4 separate regions of the Mus musculus genome follow, and all the other regions are linked to region 1. The links are chromatin contacts, called in public Hi-C, HiChIP or PLAC-seq and promoter capture Hi-C maps. All regions are on one chromosome and are shown on one strand. Each heading gives the region's core, a stretch centred on a gene start, on an enhancer-like site or on the middle of the called end of the contact. The rest is flanking DNA. Distances are from core to core; before and after follow the strand shown. Region 1 holds the start of Prkce (protein kinase C, epsilon). Region 2 overlaps Prkce (protein kinase C, epsilon). Region 3 overlaps Prkce (protein kinase C, epsilon). Region 4 overlaps Prkce (protein kinase C, epsilon).

Region 1 (2,511 bases), core at 6-2,505:
CACATGCACACACAGACAGCCCAGAGCCCCAGGACCAATGCTCAGGCAGCAAGTCTTTCCCTGGGACCCGGGACTCCCGGACGTGGAGGACCGACTCACCCAGTCCTCGAAGTGACGGCTCCCATTCTGCAGCAGCTCCTCGAACTGGATGGTGCAGTTGGCCACGAAGTCGTCGTAGCCGATAGGAGCGTCGTGAAAGACAGCCAGCTCGATCTTGCGCCCATTGCACACATCGGTGACGAACTCATCGTGCCAGGCCGGGCTGTTGGTCTTTTGCTTGGTGGCTGTTTGGCCGATGCGCGAGTCGTCCACGTTAAGGGCAATGTAGGGGTCCAAAAGGAACGTCTGTGGCCGGGGTCCCACCGCATGGCGCAGCGACCAGGCTGTGGGCTTCAAGCTCACCGCCTCGCAGATTTTGATCTTAAGAAGGCCATTGAACACTACCATGGTCGGGGCGGGGGTCACTCCGTCCGCCCCGAGGGCAGGATTGAAGAGCAGGAGCAGGCGCGCCGGGAGCCTGGGGGACTCCTGGGTCCCCTCTTGCCCCACCCCACTCACTCGCTACACCTTGTGGCGCTGCCTCCTGGCGCCGCCGATTCTCAGCGAGTGCATGTATTTCCTCGCCGGATTCCTAACGGAAAACAGGGAGGGGGGAGAGCTGGAGACGTCCGTTTTTTTGGAGCAAGTCTCTCCCCCCCACCACCGGCGACACCTCCACGGCAGGAGACGAGCTGTCGCCTCCGCTGCAAGCCGCGGGGGCTGCCTCGCCGCCTCGCTGGTTCTTCGGGTCCGTGTGCGGAGAAGCAGGCGCCGCGCCCGGCGCTCACCTACCTTTCCGAAACATAATCCCCGGGCAATTTCGACTCCCGGAGGGGGAGGGGGCGGCGGGACGGGGCGGGGACGAGAACCGGGGGCACAGATTTCAACCCGGATCCTCTTCGCCCACCCAGCGCCTGCCTCGGACGGCGCGGGGCGGAGGGTGGACTGAGGGATGTGCAGTCTATCCGGAGGGATGCATGTCGAGAGGAAATGGTCCTCCCCGGAGCCAAATTTTTAAAAAATCCACAAGCCGCACGATCAGCCCCGCCGTCACCTCCCGGGTTAAGCAGAGTCGCGCCGTAGCCGGCGATCGCGAGGCGCCCGGTGCCTGGGATCTCACATCCGCGCGGGCTTGGGAGGTAGAGGTGGCCGCCACTTGGGTTCGGGGCGCAGGCCGGCACCCGGCGGTGCGCAGCGCGGCGGCCGGGCAGGGACTGCGACTCCGCGCGGCCCCTCCTCCCGCCCGCCGGCGCCCGCCCGCCCGCCGCGCTCCCCGCGTCCGCGCTCTCGGCTGCCGCCGGCTCGCCGCCCGCCAGAGCGCTCAGCCCGCGATCTGCTTCCCTCGATCGCTGTGCGAGCGATTCTCCCTCCCTCTAATGCAGGAAATGCGCAAAAGACGTCAGTGTGTGTGAGTGTGTGTGTGTGTGTGTGTGTGTGTGTGTGTGTGTGTGTGTGCACGCGCGCGCGCGCGCGCCACTGTTTGGGGAAATAGAAAGTTTTGCCGGTTGGGGGAGCAATACGGGAAAAGTGAGCCGAGCAGAAAAGAGCAGGAGCGGGCCGGCCGGGTCCGTTTGCCGTGGCGCGCGGGGGAGCTGAGGAAGGACTCCGCGCGGAACCCAGGAGTGTGGCGTCGCGGAGGTGCGGGAGCGACTGTCGCAGGCCGAGTCTGTGCTCCTCGGATCTGCACCAGGAGAGCGGGGTCTGGACCCGGAGAGCAGCGGGCCGCGCTTTTCTCTCGCACCCTGCGGCCAACACTATCACTTAAAACTGGGCCTGGTGGAATGGAGGGGGTCGCAATGTCCAAGAAGACTAATCACCTTCCCCCACTCTGCCTGGACTGCGGCGGTCACCAGTCGCCCGCGGAGAGCTGGCCTATTTGTCACTCTGCCCTGGGATTCTCTACTGTGCCGCGATGGGGGAGGGGACACCCGGACTGCTGAGCCCTTCGGCTGGGTGTGAGTTTTGAAACCCTCTTTTTTTCCCCCTTGAGGAGACTCTCCCCTCTGGGGATTTGTTCTGGGCCTGATTGGGTTGCGAGAACTTGTGGAAGACTAGTAGAACCTGGGCCCGGCCTGGTTCGAATGTCTGTTTATTTCTCAAAGTGACTCCTCCTACTTATGCGGGACCTTGTGTGTGCCCCTTAAGAGGACAAGGCTTGATCCGCGCCCTGACAACCGGCGTTCGGGCTGCGGGAAAGCCCGATGCGTCCTCCTGGGGTCCAGTGGCTGTATCCATACTAATTTCCTCGGTAACCTTTAAACTCTCTGGAAGCAGCCGCGACGGCGGCTGGTCACGTGAGGCGAGCCCTGGGCTGCTGGGGAAGAATTTCCTGGGCCAGGGACCAGGACCGGGAAGGCGGGCGGCAGGGAATGGCTCTGTGCCGAGGGGGACTGGGAACCTGGGAGCGCCGGGCGGGGCGCGCCAGGCCCCGGGCGCCGCGCAGCGGGAACTTCCAGCCTGCGCCCGGGAAGG
Region 2 (2,511 bases), core at 6-2,505, 480 kb before region 1:
GATTTTCGGAGGGGAAATTAGGAAAGGGGATAACATTTGAAATGTAAATAAAGAAAATATCTAATAGAAAAAAAAAAAGAGTTGCCTTGGTCTTAGTGTCTGTTCACAGCAGTAAAACCCTAAATAAGACACTGGGTAACTGGCACTGCCTCTGGTTATTGACCTAGATGATGGGGTCCATCTTATAGAAAGGGCAGAGTCATTCTTTCTAGGAAGAATAATAATGAAATAGCCTATTCTTAGTAGAACTCCGTAACCTTAAAGGCGATATTAAGTAGTCTGTGAAAGAGAGCACCTTTGAGACAAAGCTATATGTTGTATCTGCTTTTGGATGGTTGCTACACACGTGAACAAATCAAAATCTCTTAGAAATTCTAGGAGGAAGAATCCTGGTCCATTTTCAAACCTCCCTTCCTGCCCTCCTGAATAATGTATTTCCTCCTTTCCCAAGAGAGAAACCTATGGTCAGTTTGAAAGGTTCTGTTCCAGAGCTTCTTAGAGCATCTTCACATTCACTCAATCATTTGATCCTTTCGATTCCAGTTTTACAAGCGAGGAAACTAGGACTCAGAGAGATTTGGTGGCTTGGTTGGGGTTACCCAACTGGGAAAGAGCCAAGCTTACATCCAGGTCTCAGCATGATGCCTCCTGCCCCTGGAGGAGTTCTAGAGATGTGAATCCCATAGACATGGGACATACATGGCAAGGAAGGGTTAAGTCCAACCAGGAGACAGTTTTTAGAAGAGGCCAGTAGGCTTTTGAGTTAAAGCCAGAAGGGCCTGGCATAGGCAAATGGGGAGAGAGTTTGGCATAACAGTGAGAGGGGGTAGAGTGGGGAGGCTGGCAGGGGAGCCAGCCCAATGACCCAGACTAGACACAATGATGGGCAGGAAGGAACGGGATAAGCTACTCTTCCCTGTCCTTAGCAGTCAGTCCTATGTTTTTTGCAGCTTCAGCAGCAGAGTTCCACTGTGAACTGAGGGCTGTGAAGGGGGACAGAGGAAACAGAGAGACTGTAAGTAATTTCCAGAAACAGCATTTGTGGCTGGGGAATGTCTGTGTTCCCTTCAGACAGGGAACTCAGACACAGTTGGTTGTGGTCTTCTCCAACCGGAAGGCTGGCCCAGGGTGGGCTAGCTGCTGTCCTCCAGGGATTTCAAGGTCAGAGGAAAAGGGAGGGCATATGCAAAGAGCTGCTGCAGAGATGAACAACAAAACTGGTCCCCAGAGGGATGAAAGCTGGCTGTGGGAGGCTGGAGGCTGGGGAAGTCGTCCTGGGGCTGCAACTCTTCAGAGGACCTCTGTGGAAGGAGGGAAGGGTCATAGGGCTAAGGGACAGGGAGAGCTGTGTTGGGTGAAGGCTGTCCAGGAGATCTGGAAGACGAAGGGGTGGTGACGACAACTTGTAAAACATCAGGTACTGTCCAAAGGACATCTTAGTGGCACATACTCTGGTGGTCGGAGTGGAAGGTTTGCAAAGGATGGGGATAGGTCCACAGAATAGGACAGGCAGAAAGATCCACTGGAACCTAGTGAAGGATGAGCTGGAATTCTTGGTCAGGAACACCTTCTTCCTGGTACACCCTTTCAGCTAGCCACCAAGGAGGACAGGGTGCACATAAAGAACCCCAGAAAACCCATCAACTTGTTGGCACTGGCTGTCCTTGTTTACTTAGTCACTCGGATTTCATCAACCATCAGTGACAGACTCATGCCCATTCGTCACAGAAACTGGTTTGCTTTCCTGAGGTCACCTGGGCGCAGCAATGGTGCTGGTGTCCGCCGTGTGCCCACACTCAAGAACCAGGCTCCGCTGGTGCATCTGGAGAAGATTCTATCATGAGCTTGCTGGGAGGGTTGGTTAGCTCAGTTCTAGGTCTCTCGTGGGAATCACAGAATCGTCTGGGTGTAGTCAGTAGGCCACACCATTTCTCTCTCCTATAGGTCAACTGTAAACACTGCTGGGCATCAAGCCCATGTCTTGCACATGACAGGCACCCGCCATCCCACCACTGAGTCAAATCCCCATGCCAGAGGATGCCGTTCTTGCTGACCTCGGCAGATTGGTCAGAACTCCCTGTACAACTTGGCTTCTGGCCCTCGGAACATTTTAGGTGCATGTTAGTCACCCATGCTTAATTTAAATAGTTAATGGCCCCCATGGGAGGCAATTCCTGATCATTGGACACTGAAGGCTTGGGAAGTTTTCAAATCACCTTGTATCCCTATCACTGGCATGTAGGTAGCATAGCATCCCCCAAACTGAAAAGGGCCGAGGTTGGCTCCTTCACTAATTTTGGTCTTTGAAACACTGCTGCTTTCTTCAGAGCACAGCCAAGACTCGATTCCACAGCTCAAGTCTGACTTTCAGAGAGACTGCCTACTCTTTTCCTTGGTCAGCCCATATACCTTCCCAGTGTCCATACTGTGCAGCCCAAGAAAGTGGCACTGGACACGGAGAGCATTGTCTGACTCTGCAGACCTTCTCTCCCCCACAACGCCTTTCCCACA
Region 3 (2,511 bases), core at 8-2,507, 300 kb before region 1:
ACATGTACGATGCATGGACACCTGCTATCTCTTTTCATGTCTGTCTGTCTGTCTATTTATATAGAGAGGGGGAGCTTGAGAAGAGGTAGTGATGAGAAGAAGAGAGGAGAAGAGAAGAAATTATGATGGTGCCTCTCTCTCTCCCTCCCTCCCTCCCTCTCTCCCTCCCTCCCTCCCTCTCTCCCTCCCTCCCTCCCTCCCTCCCTCTCCCTCTCTCCCTTCCTCTCTCTCTCTCTCTCTCTCTCTCTCTCTCTCGTGTGTGTGTTATTAATAATTAAAGAAGAAGAGGTCAGAAATTTAAGAGGGAGCAGGAAGGAGACACGAGAAAAGATGGAATGGAGAGGAGGGGGTAAATGATTCTCAAAAATGTAATGTAAAAATATTTGCAGAAGAAATATGAAAGATATGCTCAATAGGGATTTTTAAAATGTAAAGCAGAGCATTATTGATGCACCACGGATAGACCATTTCATACCTAATAAGGCTACAGCTTTGTTTCCACATGATAGTATGTGTTACCGGCATGCTATGGGGAAACTGATTTATTCATTTATTGCTAGAGAAAGCGGCACATGACACACATTTTCAGGAAGCAATATTATAATACATAACAAGGGCGAACAGATTCACAAAGAGATCTGGCTTGTCAGTTCCTTAGGAATTAGCTCTAAGTCAATCACTGAATACAAACAAAAGCTATAAAACCATGGAGTGCAGACGTTCCTCACTGCATGGCTAGATTAGTCAACAAACGAGGAAGAACCTATTTAAGATTAATACAGTGGTCTAAAGATGTATTACATCTAAGGCAATTCAAAACTATGCACAAACACCGGAGGAACACGGGAAATGTATAGAGCATCCCCACTATAACCTGGCCTTGTATCAACCAATAGGCTCAAGGTAACAGCGAAGAACTATACCATGCTAGAATAACTGGATAGTATCTTTTATAAACTGTTCTCCAGTTTCCTTTACAAAGTTTTTTTTCCCCCTATGCCTAAATCATCAAATAAGGCACTGGTACCCTAGTGGTTTGGTGGCTCCCTGGCATGAACAGAGGAGCCCTGGAGAGTAGGAGAGAGAAGACATCTCACATTATTAATTTATCCATCCTTTGCTCCGTCCACTCACCGATCCATAGGTAGAGTCTTGCTATGGCCATCCTAGAAGTCTGCTTCTGTAGTCCAGACTGGCTTGCATGCACAATCTAACCTCTGATTCCACAATGCGAAGACCACAGGTGTGCACTACTACACCTGACCACAAGAGGGCAAACTCAAGCAGGAAGTCGGCTTTCTCCCTCTATCTGTTGAGTTACATTCCAGAGTCGCAGTGGAATTTCTGGTACCCAGGAAAAGTCTTTAAGCTCAGGATAGACACACAGAATAAAAACATTCCCAGGCCCCTAGCCTAGGAAACTGACAAGTCACACAAGGTGTCCCTTAACACCTCCAGCTGGCTGAAGGCTGTTCCCCGCTGTCTCGGGATGCACTGTGCCACACTCAGCGGGCATGATCGCCCCTTCGCCTGGAGGTCCCAATCAGTTCTCAGACGTCTCGTTTATGACTTTCTCTGCCAGACAGCAGACAGGGTTTCCAAAAGTTAGAGAGCGGCTACCACTTAGTATGAGTACTTGGTGAAACTTTCGTAGAGACAGAGAACCTGACTGGTCTGAGAGAACCCACAGAGGCACAAGCTGAGTGGTGACTACATCTTCAGTAACCCCAAACATTCTAGATATGCCTTCTAACTCCTTTAACTAGTTCATAAACTTCAAATCCCTGGCACCTTTTACAAATTTCCCCGATTAGTTCATAAACTTCACAGTCCTGGTACCTTTTGCACCGGTGAAGTGAATAGTAAGCAGCCTCAACGTGGAGAAGCGTCTCTGAGAGGCTGCAAATGGGCTGATACAAAGAACAAAGAGAATTATGTACTGTGTGCCTACTGGTCTGTGCATCTAAACTTAGTCAGCCCCCCTCCCCTGGGGGAAGGGATCCATTTCCTTATAGACTTTATGAATACTTGAAACTCACGAAGAGGGAGGCCTGCCACTAAACACTATACTTTTGCTGACAGGCGGGACACTGAAGGATTCACATCTTCAACATCTTCACTGTCCTCTCTCTTTCCACACAAAAGGAGCTCGATATTAATAATCCTTTAGAGATAGTTTTCACTTTACAAAAACCAAGCACGAAATTCTTGCTCGTGTCAGGCCGTAGATTCCTGGGTGTTTTCAGGCAGTTGTGTGGGAGGGACTATCAAATTCAAGGGTTTACTCTTGCCTGGAACAGAACCAACAGGACCACTGGCCAGTGCTGGGCACTGCTGTCACTGCTCGCTGCAGGACCAGCCCCGAAGCATACAGGGGCAGTTCTCCAAGCAGGTTGTAGGGGTTTCTTTCTCAGCTGCCTCTGCTGACTCCCCCTTTTTTGCAATATAATTGAAGTGGATGTCAGGAGATAGGCCAATATCTTTTGCCTTTGTTGCAAACTTGAAATTTCT
Region 4 (2,511 bases), core at 8-2,507, 280 kb before region 1:
TGTTTTAGTGCGTGTGTTAAGGCTCCCAATCTTTTATTAATTGGCCATGTTAAAATAACTTTTGTATTTAATGTGAGTTGTATTGATTGTACACATTCTCGTTTTGTTAATGTGTTGAAATCTGACATGCCTATTATGGTGGTTTATCAATCAGCTTTTGTTTTATTGCCTGTGAGTATGACATGACCTTGGTGCTCTGAAAAACGCTTGCAAATACTGAAAGAAGCGAGTCAGGCTTTAAGCAGAAGCAATAGGATAGTGGGCTTGATTGTTGCTGGCATAGAAGCTTGAATTGCACTAAAAGCTAGCACCACTGCTTCTGCTATTGCTTTGATGCAAGAAGTTAAAACAGCTACATTCATTTAGCAAAAAAAATGTTACTAATATTCTGAGTATTCATAAGGATTTAGATAGGCGTTTGGAACATTAGATTGATGCTCTTTGTGATACTATTCAAATTATTGGGGAGGAAGTTCAGAGTTTAAAAGGAGACATCTCAAGTGTCATGCTAAACATCAGTGGATTTGTGTTACTTTTAAACTTTACAATGATAGTCAATATAATTGGGGAAAGGTTCGAGGATGCTTTCAGGGTATTTGGCATAATTCTAACACCTCTCTGGATGTTTTAACTTTGCATACCGAGATGATGATTTTGAAAAATGCTGCTCTGCTGAGCTTTGATGCTGCTAATATTGCTGATAAAATTATTCATGGCCTGAGGTCAATGTTTTGGTCAAGCTTCAAGGCTGGCATAGATAGCTTGGTCATGCTAGCCCTTCTCATCCTGGGAATACTTTTATTCCTGCCATTGTGATAAAACTTGCCTTTAACAACATCAATATTTTGGTGGCTAAAATACATGGCTTGGAACTAAAAATGGATCCCCATGTACAGTTATTAATTGAACAGGTTGGTAAGCCAAGAACAGGTAAGATTCTGCACGGAGCCTTACCAACCTAAGACAGAATAGCATTGGTCTGGATAATGCACTTTCCATGACGGGTAAGGAAGGCATTCTTGTCAGAACGACCTAAGATGGGTTATATGAAATAAAACCTGGGGAGATGTGCGTAGTCTTTTGGGGGACTGCTTCCAGATGCTTGGTGGGAATCTGACATCGGGCCAGGACAGAAGAAGTAAGCTCAAGCAAGACAGGAGTCTGACTTTGGTCAGGACTGAGGAAATAGGCCCAGATTATGAACATTTACACTTGAGTTAATGCAAAGCTCAGAGCAGGCTCAGCTGAGGCATGTGTGGCATTCCTTTTGTCTTGGTCATCCTGACTAGCCCCTAAAAATGGTGTTTACAGGATTTTGTTTATTGCCTTGCTTGTCCCTTGACCCAGAACTGATCTTATCATTTTGCATGTAATTAAAGTGGGATAAAAGCAGACTGGGAAAAAAAAAAAAACCTGCTTCAGCTTCAGAACTGGCTGGGGTCATGCTACAGTATTGTCTAATTGTCTCTTTTTCTTTTTAATCCCCACTCCTGCCTTGGAGAACCTGTTGACTGACTGAGCTGGCTTGGTCAGAAAACGGCTCTGAAAGTCTTAGACATCTGTCATGTCTTTTCAAGGAGAGCACGGCTTGAGATGGGGGAAGCCAAGCAGGTCACCTGAGGTCACCTGAGGCCAGCGAGACTGCACAGCCACACATCATACAGCGACTGGTGCAATGAAGCCAGAGGAAGACACACCTGTCTCCTGTCTGCCACTACTAGAGAGTCACCAAAACAAAATCGAAGGACCCAATTACACTTCACACTTATATATCAACTGTCTGTGTCTATACCCTCTCTGTTCATCACCTAAAGGCAGCCCACGGGACCAGACAGACAGGCTCAGAGGGCTTAATGCATGAGGTCTGGATCCCCAAGCTTTGGTATTTGTTTCTACTATTTTTTTTTTCTAGAAGAAACCACAGGGAAGAGGTTCAGCCTGGCACTTCCTCTTTCTGCCACGTGAGCTTTGTGTTAGATCTCACCAGGGCAGTGGGGTTAGATGAGGTCAGAGCTAGCATACAGGGAGCCTATGGTGCCAGATTCCAGAAACTTGCTTCAACAATACAGGCCAAGGGCAGAGAACTCAGTGAGTGACCAGAAAGCTGCATGCCGGACCCAACTGGGTGAGCAGGCTGGCCTGTGCCCACAGGGGTTCAAGATCTGTTTCAGTCCAAATGTTCTGGGCACTTGTAAAGCATCAAGAGAAAGCTGGCCGATGAAAAGAAAGCAAGTTTCTCCACAGTGAGGACATTTATTTGTGCACATGTGTATTTTGTTCTGGAATCTGCTGAGTAAGGCATGGCAGTGTGTTTGTGGTCCCCTCAGCCAGGAAAGGGTGGCCTGGGTGACAAGGACGGAGGCATGAGTCCCCACGTGTGCAAGGGATGCCAATCAGAGTCACATAAAGTTCACTAACTGTATCAACAGCTGCTGCTATGATTGGTGGGTGACAAATGACTTATCCAAAACTGTTCAAGAAGTCAAGTCACAGAAACAAGGAGGGGACTCC

Evidence for each region. Promoter capture Hi-C pulls out the DNA fragments that hold promoters and counts their contacts. A called contact is a pair of places that touch in the nucleus more often than the background predicts. HiChIP or PLAC-seq counts read pairs in DNA pulled down with a chosen protein or histone mark.
Region 2: a promoter capture Hi-C map of pre-B cells shows a contact between it and region 1, with 2.8 times the contacts expected there. The contact joins the enhancer-like site here to the promoter of Prkce in region 1. A contact is called at or near these places in 7 of 39 promoter capture datasets (the 3T3-L1 cell line, 3T3-L1-derived adipocytes, the HPC-7 cell line and 3 more), 1 of 484 Hi-C or Micro-C datasets (embryonic stem cells) and 2 of 115 datasets of contacts at active chromatin or transcription factors (large pre-B cells and stem cell-derived neural progenitor cells).
Region 3: an H3K27ac HiChIP or PLAC-seq map of hepatocytes shows a contact between it and region 1, with 6 times the contacts expected there. The contact joins the enhancer-like site here to the promoter of Prkce in region 1. A contact is called at or near these places in 11 of 39 promoter capture datasets (the SN4741 cell line, embryonic stem cells, epiblast stem cells and 5 more), 5 of 15 datasets of contacts at CTCF or cohesin (CD8 T cells, embryonic stem cells, large pre-B cells and 2 more), 71 of 484 Hi-C or Micro-C datasets (the AtT-20 cell line, B cells, the Ba/F3 cell line and 34 more), 45 of 115 datasets of contacts at active chromatin or transcription factors (the 230-238 cell line, the HPC-7 cell line, the NIH/3T3 cell line and 30 more) and 4 of 9 other capture datasets (adipose tissue, embryonic stem cells, liver and 1 more).
Region 4: a contact with region 1 is called in a Hi-C map of the 63-12 cell line, with 4 times the contacts expected there. The contact joins the enhancer-like site here to the promoter of Prkce in region 1. A contact is called at or near these places in 28 of 39 promoter capture datasets (the 3T3-L1 cell line, 3T3-L1-derived adipocytes, the C10 cell line and 17 more), 9 of 15 datasets of contacts at CTCF or cohesin (CD8 T cells, the NIH/3T3 cell line, embryonic stem cells and 4 more), 283 of 484 Hi-C or Micro-C datasets (the 3T3-L1 cell line, 3T3-L1-derived adipocytes, the 63-12 cell line and 143 more), 70 of 115 datasets of contacts at active chromatin or transcription factors (the 230-238 cell line, CD4 single positive thymocytes, CD8 T cells and 49 more) and 5 of 9 other capture datasets (adipose tissue, embryonic stem cells, embryonic tail and 2 more).

The regions. Positions count from the first base shown.
Region 1 is chr17:86,166,529-86,169,039 of GRCm38.p6, reverse strand. Prkce (protein kinase C, epsilon) reads right to left here and starts at 1,255. Exons shown (of 15, transcript NM_011104.3): 1 at 100-1,255. The coding sequence starts at 447. It overlaps Gm5817 (predicted gene 5817), which reads left to right and starts at 1,555. Exons shown (of 2, transcript NR_165800.1): 1 at 1,555-2,511.
Region 2 is chr17:86,649,990-86,652,500 of GRCm38.p6, reverse strand. All of the region lies in intron 14 of Prkce (protein kinase C, epsilon), which reads right to left. Among named protein-coding and RNA genes, the nearest start is that of Gm52297, 18 kb to the left of the region's middle. Within about 2 kb of position 1,255, at least 10 of the 459 cell types and tissues checked have an H3K27ac peak or open chromatin away from gene starts, as enhancers often do. A contact at or near this core is called in pre-B cells, where this site is marked.
Region 3 is chr17:86,470,642-86,473,152 of GRCm38.p6, reverse strand. The region is part of intron 2 of Prkce (protein kinase C, epsilon); the gene reads right to left. Among named protein-coding and RNA genes, the nearest start is that of Gm30284, 27 kb to the right of the region's middle. Within about 2 kb of position 1,257, at least 14 of the 459 cell types and tissues checked have an H3K27ac peak or open chromatin away from gene starts, as enhancers often do. A contact at or near this core is called in the N1E-115 cell line, Sertoli cells, hepatocytes and 3 more, where this site is marked.
Region 4 is chr17:86,446,762-86,449,272 of GRCm38.p6, reverse strand. All of the region lies in intron 2 of Prkce (protein kinase C, epsilon), which reads right to left. Among named protein-coding and RNA genes, the nearest start is that of Gm30284, 3.0 kb to the right of the region's middle. Within about 2 kb of position 1,257, at least 1 of the 459 cell types and tissues checked has an H3K27ac peak or open chromatin away from gene starts, as enhancers often do. A contact at or near this core is called in the 63-12 cell line, where this site is marked.